Regions from separate parts of the Mus musculus genome. Here region 2 is linked to region 1. The links are chromatin contacts, called in public promoter capture Hi-C maps. All regions are on one chromosome and are shown on one strand. Each heading gives the region's core, a stretch centred on a gene start, on an enhancer-like site or on the middle of the called end of the contact. The rest is flanking DNA. Distances are from core to core; before and after follow the strand shown.

Region 1 (4,472 bases), core at 893-3,392:
AACTGTTACTTCAGTTTGTCTGTTGTTTCTTTGGGACTTGAAGCAAACAGCATCGAAGTGAAAACTGCATCTAAGTAATTCTCCTGGAGCCTTTTGGTCACTAGTGTTCCTTAGCCCCGCCCCCTTTTCATTAGTCTACGCTCAGTTGAAGATTTCTGACAGGCTTTTCTTCTTTTTGGTTTCTGTGCATCTATTGGAGAGACTTCCAACTTAAAACGGAATAAAAAACCAGCACTGGGCTTTATCGCTTTTCCTTGCTTCGTTTTTATCTTCCACCTACTTTTGCATGGGCATGTTTTAACCAAGGGGATGAAGGAGCGTTCTTCTACCTTCTCCACAGAAGGGAACAGTGGTCAAAAGGGACAGTGTTTAACTTTCTTCTGCATAAAAGAATCCACTGTTTTGATTAGTTATTATAGGGAAAAAGGAAATCAAAACGAATTTGGTCCCTTCACAATCTACACTCAGTGCTGCTATAGAACTGTCCCTCCACCCTCCACTGCACATTGCCTAGAAAAGGATCGCATCTATTCCCGAATGACCTAATGATTACACCAAGGTGGCTCACTGAAAACCTTCCACTAAGTCACACTGCATCAAATGGTGCTAAGTTTAAGTAGGCCACCTAGGTGCACCCCAAGAAACAACACCCTTCTATTCCCTTTCATTCACAGGAAAAATTTCACCTTTTAGAATCACGTTCCCGCAATGGCGTGAAAATACAGTCCACCTGAAACTCATCAATCCGGGACTAGGGGATCCCAAATATTGTTATTTGCTCCTTAAACCACCGGCAGCCACCCTGCTTAACACCTAGAGGCCGACCCAACACTTCCGGCATGATGATGTGCTAGAGTGCAGACTCCATCATTTAAGATCCCACGGCTGTGGGGTGACTCTTCACATTTGCAGTCCCCCTCCACTTGTCCGCCACGACTCCTAAGGACGCCGCCCTCACGGGCTGGGTATTTGATCTGGGGGCCAAGCGTTTCCAGACTTTTGTCCTCTGGCCCGAGCGGGGAGCAACGCCCGCGTCCCAGGCGCCAACGAGACCCGTGCGGGGAGCAGCCGCGGGGCCCCACCTGTCCGTCCTGAACCCTGCGGCTCGTCCTTGCGGCCGGTGCTGCGCCTGCGGCTGGGGCACGCGCCTCGGACACCGGTACGGGGCGGCAGTTGGCCTCGGGGGGCATAGCCCGGCGCCCGCAGACTGCGCCGAGACCCCGGCGACCCGGCGTTCCCGGCCGCGCGAGCGCGCTCGGTTGGTGCGCGCGCCGCTCCGCCCCGCCCGCCCGGCGCGCGCCCCCTGCGCGGCCGGGGTGGATCCAGCGCACTCCCCTCCCCCGAGCGCCGGCGGCAGGCGCTGAATGAGAGACGCCGACTGCTCGGTTGGGCGAGCGATTGCCTCGGAGCCGCGGGCGAAGCGGAGGCGACGGCCGCGGCTGCACAGGTCGGCGTGGCGTGCGGGCGTGTGGGGAGGCGCGGGCAATGGCGGCGGCGGCCGCGGTGCGCGGCGCGGGAGGGCGGGCTGCGGGTCGCTCGCGGTCCCGCGGTGGCGGAGGCCCCGGCGTCGCCTCAGCCTCTCAGGTGAGCCGGGGCCGGGCCCCGCCGCGCCAGCCACACCCCCTCTCGGCCGGGGCGCCTGCACCCCCGTCACCGAGCCGAGGCGGGTGACCTGTTGCGGGGCCGAACCGCCCGCGGAGCGCGGGGTGAGCGGCGCCGCGGCGGCGGAGGCCGCGTGCGGACACGGAGGGGGGTCCCGCACCGCCGCGCTAGCTGCCCGCAGCGCCTGGGATTCCTTTGCTGTGTGGGCTTAGGCGGGCTCGTAAACACCGGGCTCGGGGAGGCGATGGGGAGCTGACCTGGAAGGGAGCCCGGACCTGTGCGCTGCCGCCGCGGCTCCCCGCCCCCCTCGAAGCGCTTTTCCTGCCGCCGTGTGCGGTGTAGACGCAGGCGGGTTTCAGGGTGCGTGGGCGTGTTTGGGAAGAAGCTGCGAGCTGATAGGAGGTACCTTAGTGCGAATGTTAATTTGTTTGAGCTGGGAGGGGTGAGGGAGGAGGAAGAAAGGGGCCTGTTGGTGGCCGTGGAGGAGGGGCGTTTGCAACCCCAAATCCCTCTGCAGAAAGCGCTCTCCACCGAAAGCATCCAGCGTCTTTTGTTTAAGATCGGAGGATGAAAGCACGGGCGGCAGTTAATTGAGCCTTTCCTCGTAGGTGCTCTGCATCCCCTCCCCACCCCCACACCCCGTCTTAGTACGCTGAAGTAGCTATAGAGCTTTGTTTCGGTGTTGGTGTTTGTTTATGAGTTGACTTTGGCGTTGTTTATGTAATGTTTACCATCCGGTGTACTCGAGGTCGTGTGTCTTTGAAGATGACCATTCGAATTTTGTGGAACTTTTCATTCCTTGCATGAGAGAGTACCGCAGTGCCACAGTTCGTTAACTTGCAAACTGTAAAAGCCTGTCCCACCCAGATATGATTGTTCGGGCTGTAGCATCATAAATGTAGTAAGTGTAATACTGTTACTGCAGGAGTGGGATTTGTAACCAAACAGTATTATTTTAATAATAATAACCTCTACTGAATGTGTGTAGTCATGAAGCTTCAAAAATGTGGAAAATTGCTTGTCTTAGCCACATGTATATATTAAATGTGTCTATTAGAGTTCCCATGAATGGTTTAAGTATAGTTATTTGAGCTTAAATTCTGGCATAGTAATTTTAAAATAGTAAAACCCAGTCCATTCTATCTCACCATGCATTGATTTCAGGAATTTGACTTTTTCTGCAAATACTGTTCTCTATCTTTTATTCACCAGATTGCAGCAGAAGTTGAAAGATCTGCTTGTGTGTCAAGATCCTAGTATACTTTTTGATATTACAGTATCAGGGAGGATACACCCAAAAATTCTGAGAGAAAATAAAATTTAAAAGATAGCTATGAACCAGACATGTGTGAGTAATGAATGCAATTTGTGTGCATTTTAAAAACGAGCTTACAATTAAAATTGGGGCAGTGGTTGCCTTTGGTGAAAGATGGCTTTGTTGGTAATAATAATTTGATTGCAACTTGAAACTTTTTTTTTTTTTTTTTTTTTTTTGAGGCAGAGCCTCACTATGTAGCTCTAGCTGTCGGTGGAATTCACTACATAGACCAGGCTGGCTTCTAACTGGCTGAGATCTGCCTGACTCTGCCTATGAGGAGTTGGGATCAAAAGCTCCTTTTAAGCTCTTGTCCAGAGGGTCAATTCTTCTAAACACACAGAGTATCTCCGCGTCCCGCTGTGTCCTGATGGGTGTGGAGGGGATGCTGCAGCGCACAAACGCACACGTGCTGTGATGGAGATAAAGTCATCAGTGGGCAGCTCTGTTAGTGTAGAAGTGAAAACTCAGGATGCCTTTTGAGTTAGGATACTGCTTGCATTTTTCCTTCTGAGGATAGAAGGAACTGTTAGTGAATAAAAGCATCAAGACAGTTGTCTTAAACTGTGCTTGTGTTTATACACACTAGGTATCCGGCTTCCAAACATATCTAAATATTACTCTACCTGGAGTCAGAGGGTGTGTGGTTTATATGTGGCTAGACAATTAATCTGTTGGTTTATATACTTAAATGAAATGTGTGCTGATATTCTTGTCTTGGTATTTACTTGTTTGTAAGAGTCTTCAGGAGAAGTAAGCCGACATCCCCCCAGGGAAATGGCATTCTACCCGTCTGTTAAAGAAAAATCTTACTGGATTCCAAGGGGCTGATGAGAAGAGATTAGTTTATGCTCTGATTAATAATCATGGTGACATGCATTGGTGTAGATCTTTGTAGATTTCAGAGCTTTAAAAGTATTTACCCTACGCAGGCATTAGTCTCTCCACTTCAGAGTGGGAGGCCAGCTATCAGTAATCATACAGGGATCCCAGGCCTAGACTGTTGTTTCTAGAGTGTGATGTGCCCAGTCCCATCCTGTCCCCCCCCCCCCCCCACTCCCCCGGTCTCTGGAGTGGAGACTTTGGGAAAATGCACAGCTGGGGACTTAGTGTACTGCTAGCTTCCAGAAGTTTCTAAGGAGTTTTTAACCGCTAATCTATTATTTGAAATTGCCTTCCTTTTCTCTAAAGCTCTGCTTTCCTTTGATATGGAAAACGAACACATACAAGCTTTTGAGAATAAAATACATTAAAATGGATCCTGTGTTTTGAATATTAGCTTTTGTTTAATGTTTGCTTTTGAGATAGTTACTTTTGTCTGCACTTCACACTTTTTATAGTTATCTAGTATTCAATGAAAACATAATTCAGATAGCTTGAAATAGGTCCCGTGGAAAAAAGTGAGTTTATGGCATTACTCCTTAATTACTTCCTTAAGTGTGTTTTAAATTCCCATTAGTTCCTTGTTAATGAGAGAATGAAGATTGGATATGATAAAACTTCAGTATTTTTAAATTAATCTGTACTCTTTCATGCTTTATAGTTTTATTTTCTT
Region 2 (4,472 bases), core at 1,318-3,817, 350 kb before region 1:
TTCCTTCTAGTGATTAATGTCTACTGTTAAAGACATTTTCTCTTATATGAGCTTAACACCATACAATTCTATAAACCTTATTTTGTTTTTTTCTCTTTTACATCTACACACATTTTGAAGCAGGTTTTGAATGTGGTAAGAAGAATAAATTAAGTCCTATACCCTTGCCCTTCTTAAAGAATATTTGTTTGATTCAGTACCAATGACTGCAAAGACTCCCCCTCCCCCATGCTCTACTGGGTTCCCTTTGTTAACAATATGTATCCTATATTTTCTTAGTAAGAATTAAATGTTAGTCATTATTAACTGTGATTTCTTATTTCTTTCTTTTTTTTTTTTTTTTTGGTTTTTCGAGACAGGGTTTCTCTGTGTAGCCCTGGCTGTCCTGGAATTCACTCTGTAGACCAGGCTGGCCTCGAACTCAGAAATCCCCCTGCCTCTTTCTCCCAAGTGCTGGGATTAAAGGTGTGTGCCACCACTGCCCGGCTTAACTGTGATTTTTTAAAAACCATAAAGAAGCAAATGAAACTTATTACTGATTAGTTATTGACATACTTTACCAAACTAATACAATTTGTGATGAAAGTTAGAAAATACCGTTTGTAGGGCTGGAGAGATTGACTGCTCTTCCCAAGTCCTGAGTTCAATTTCCAAAAACCACATGGTACCTCACAACCATGTGTAATGGGATCCAATTTCTTCTTCTGGTGTGTCTGAAGAAAGCAACGATGTACTCACATATATTAAATAAATGTTTTTTAAAAAAGAAAATATCTTTGCCTGCTATTCCCAAATGTAGTATTACAATAGTCTATAGATTTGGTTTTTACAGTTTTACTTATCTATGATCAAATATAATTGAGAAATATTATGTGAGAAATACCAGAAATGAACAATTTTAATTTTTAAATTGTGTTCTTCACAGTATCTTTAAATGGTGTTCTTCTTAAGGTGCTTGTCCTTAAATATTCTTATTTTACTTTAGAATAACCAAAACATAGGAGAATAACCAAAGATACTGGAAGTCTCCTGTTCCAAAGAGAAGCTGAGGTGCTTCCATTTCATGAAAAGATAAAAATATGGGGCTGAAGAGATTGCTCAGCAGTTAAGAGCACTGACTGCTCTTCTAGAGGTCCTGAGTTCAATTCCCACTAATCACATGGTGGCTCACAACCATCTGTAATAGGATCTGATGCCCTCATCTGTTGTGTCTGAAGACAGCAACAGTATACTCACATATATAAAAGAAATAAATACATCTTAAAAAAAGAAAAGATAAAATATGATTAAGTACATTGAAACATGGCAGGTAATAGAGAAAAAGAGAAAATTCATTCTTGTAACTATTTGTTGTTCTGATTTATTAATGATTGTTGTTAATGTCTTACTGTGTGAAACAATAAAATTTATCATAGATATTTATAGAGGAAAACACAGTATATACAGGGCTGTACTAGCTATGCTTTCAGGCCTCAGCTGACTCACTAGGGCCTTGGCCTTCATCTCCCATAAATGTGAGAAAACTACTAAGCCCCACTCCCCAGAGACAAACCGTGACGCCATCAATTATTCTACAGAAATAACCTGCTGCATAGTTTTTAAGTTCATAGCTCTCATCCACGTAAGCAAATTCTCACTCAGTATGCTTCTGAAACCATAGCAGAAAACACTTCTTACTGTTAGAGAAAGCTACCCCTTTGGCATAAAACAGGCTGCTTTATTATTGTACCTGTGTGAATGTCTATATGTGCTTGCATTAGAAATACATTTTATGAACTATATTTAAGTATTTGATTCAACTGAATAAGAGTTGTATGGTCCTAAAATCTTTAATAAAATCAACTCCATTTTCAGAGAAATTTTGAAGCCTAAATTATGGTCACCTTTGATTCCAATATTTGCTCTTTTGAATATTGGATAAAATTAAAGTTTCTAAACCAATTTCTGATACAGAGAAGTGTCAGTGAATCAGCTGAAGCCTGAAAGCGTAGCTAGTATAAAGCCCTGTCTATTCTGTTTTCCCTATATATATCTAGATGTTTTATGTTGTAAGTTACATACAGTGAGACATTAACAACAATAGTTAATAAAACAGAACAACATGTAAAGTTACTGGGATTCCTTTTTTCTCTCTGTTTCTTTGCCTTTTATTTGTGTGGGTGTTTTATTTTGTTCTCTGAGCTTCCAGAGCAGGCTCGCACCCAGATAGGATTTGTACAGACTCCAGGTTAGCTAATTTACACACTTGCCTTTCCTGCTCCTTTAGTTTTCTTTCTAAACAACAGCTTCCTGCAATGGAGCTGGTAATCCCTTAACATCCTTTTTACTTCATTTCTACATTCCTCTCCTACTTTCAAATTTCATTTCACACTACTATCTTCATTAATTAAAAGTGTTAATCAGTAAGAAAGTACTTAGACATGTACATTATTTTGTTTTCTCTGTGTCTCTTGGCCAGATGCCTGTGGAAGGACAGGATCAACAGACAGATTCCACCAAAGGGCGCTGTCTGAGGAGAACTGTCAGTGTTCCTTCAGAGGGTCAGTTTCCGGAGTACCCACAGGAGGGCACCACTAAACTAGGTAAGCCAAAGAAAGGAAAGACGTCCCTACGTTTTATTGGATGACTAAAGCATTTGTCAATGTTACAGTAAAACAAAGTACTGTATGTTTCTCCTTAAACCATTGTATTCAAATCAATAGCCCATTAATCCAGTTCATCAGAGTTATAGCCAAGCATCAGCAATTATTATATGCTAATAAATTTATCTGTGTGCTACCCAGTAACATTGCTGTTTGGTGTAGGCAAGTTGAATGGCATATTTCTGTACTATTGCGCAGCACTGTTTTCAGAGCATTGGTAGTATTGTTTCAGGTACTGTGTGAGTGGCTGAGACACACACTTTTCGTAGCTACTGATGTTATTGTAGATGTCAGAGTAGGCTAATTTAACTTTGCATGGTCTATATAAATTATTTTCAGACCCATGGTTTGAGTAGATGACAGGGAAAATGTTAGCCGCTTCGTTTCAGATTGAGGATAGCTTAGTTATAGAATACTTGTTTAGCATGTGATCCCAATGCTCCCCAATCCCCACCACCCCCAAAACAGCTGGCTCTTCCCCATTTTATATCCTACGTATCATTTTATGTTTTGTTACTGTTTTGTAATATTTAAATAATTAAACTGGAATGATAAGGGAATACTCAATTTAAAGTAATCAAGTAATTTGAAAAATAGAACCTGCTTTGGGGTTTTATATTACATTATTATGTATTTAATGAACCATAAACATTTACTCATGGATACATGGTAGGTAAATAAAATCATTTGTTCTTTCTGTGGTGGTGGTCTGTCTATAATTTTGTGGTTTGTGCTGTGTTTTCTAATATAAACTTTTTTTGTTGTCTAAATGTATTTTGGAACTTACATGCTTTTTACGTCTAGTTCTCATATTGTCTTAAAAAACTTTCTACCAGTTAAAAATATTAGGCTAGCAAATATTTTCTCCCAAGTTTACTTTTTGGAGAAACCATATTCCAGTCATCGTGTTTACTTTGAGCCACGTTAGCATATGTTGAAGCTACTTTAGGTCCTCATAATATTGAAAACTTATTGGACTGTAAATGTTTATAGCCTGTTTTATTTTACATGCACTGATAGTTCATATATACAAACTGGCCAGGAGCTACCATCTTTCATTTCCTCTTTTTTTATTGTTTCTGCTATATTGAAAAGTGCTTAGGTTTTAAGGAAGTATAATGATCTGAAGAGTTATTACAGAGTTCAGGAAGCGACAAATGATGATGATATAGTGAACTGTTAAGTGTCTTTGGTAGTCCAGGTATTATTCCTAACGGCAAAATCATATGGTGGCTAGCAAAGGTACCTGATTGTGAGCCATTTTATGGCTTTTATTCTGAACATGTCTGGTAATTGTCCTGACAGATGAGACTTAGTGATAAATTTTCAGAGTGGTTTTCCTAAAATTAGCACAACAATTGACCCTCATTAATATGAAAGTGGTAAAGCTTATCTCTGAAGAGATTCTTCTCTTTCATGCCAGTTAAATCTTGAATTACATAGGCTGTTTCAGTTTTCTTTACTGGTGAGTTTTAGTTAGGCAAGTTACCTTCTGTTGGGCATTGCTTTGAATACTTATGTTTGTAACATGTGGTGCTATTTTAAGAATAAAAAAGAATATAGTAGGATTTTAATATTTTTTTAACTTAACAAGATAAAACAAATACATGTAGAAACAAAACTATAAGTATTTAAGATTAATAAATAAAGATTACTGATATTTGTCTATGCTGGCAAATAGTCATTGAAAAAATTAATATGCTTAGTAGAACATCATAAACAATAACTATCTGGGCTAGGAAAAAGAAATCTAATGTGATGTGCAAAACTTCTACACAGAAAATTAAAACGGATTTAAATAAATAGAAGTCTAGGAGAGAGTTGTACTGA

What was found. Promoter capture Hi-C pulls out the DNA fragments that hold promoters and counts their contacts.
Region 2: a promoter capture Hi-C map of liver shows a contact between it and region 1, with 2.7 times the contacts expected there. The contact joins the enhancer-like site here to the promoter of 4930439D14Rik in region 1. A contact is called at or near these places in 6 of 39 promoter capture datasets (the 3T3-L1 cell line, 3T3-L1-derived adipocytes, hippocampal neurons and 1 more), 14 of 484 Hi-C or Micro-C datasets (the F1.1 cell line, the STO cell line, brain and 8 more) and 5 of 115 datasets of contacts at active chromatin or transcription factors (bone marrow-derived dendritic cells, embryonic basal ganglia, forebrain and 2 more).

The regions. Positions count from the first base shown.
Region 1 is chr1:156,936,464-156,940,935 of GRCm38.p6, reverse strand. It overlaps 4930439D14Rik (a long non-coding RNA gene), which reads right to left and starts at 2,142. Exons shown (of 2, transcript XR_003948625.1): 1 at 1,878-2,142; 2 at 741-1,809. Ralgps2 (Ral GEF with PH domain and SH3 binding motif 2) reads left to right here and starts at 1,310. Exons shown (of 19, transcript NM_001159967.1): 1 at 1,310-1,447.
Region 2 is chr1:157,284,841-157,289,312 of GRCm38.p6, reverse strand. Rasal2 (RAS protein activator like 2) reads left to right here. Exons shown (of 18, transcript NM_177644.5): 3 at 2,459-2,582. Among named protein-coding and RNA genes, the nearest start is that of Gm51654, 34 kb to the right of the region's middle. Within about 2 kb of position 2,567, at least 10 of the 459 cell types and tissues checked have an H3K27ac peak or open chromatin away from gene starts, as enhancers often do. A contact at or near this core is called in liver, where this site is marked.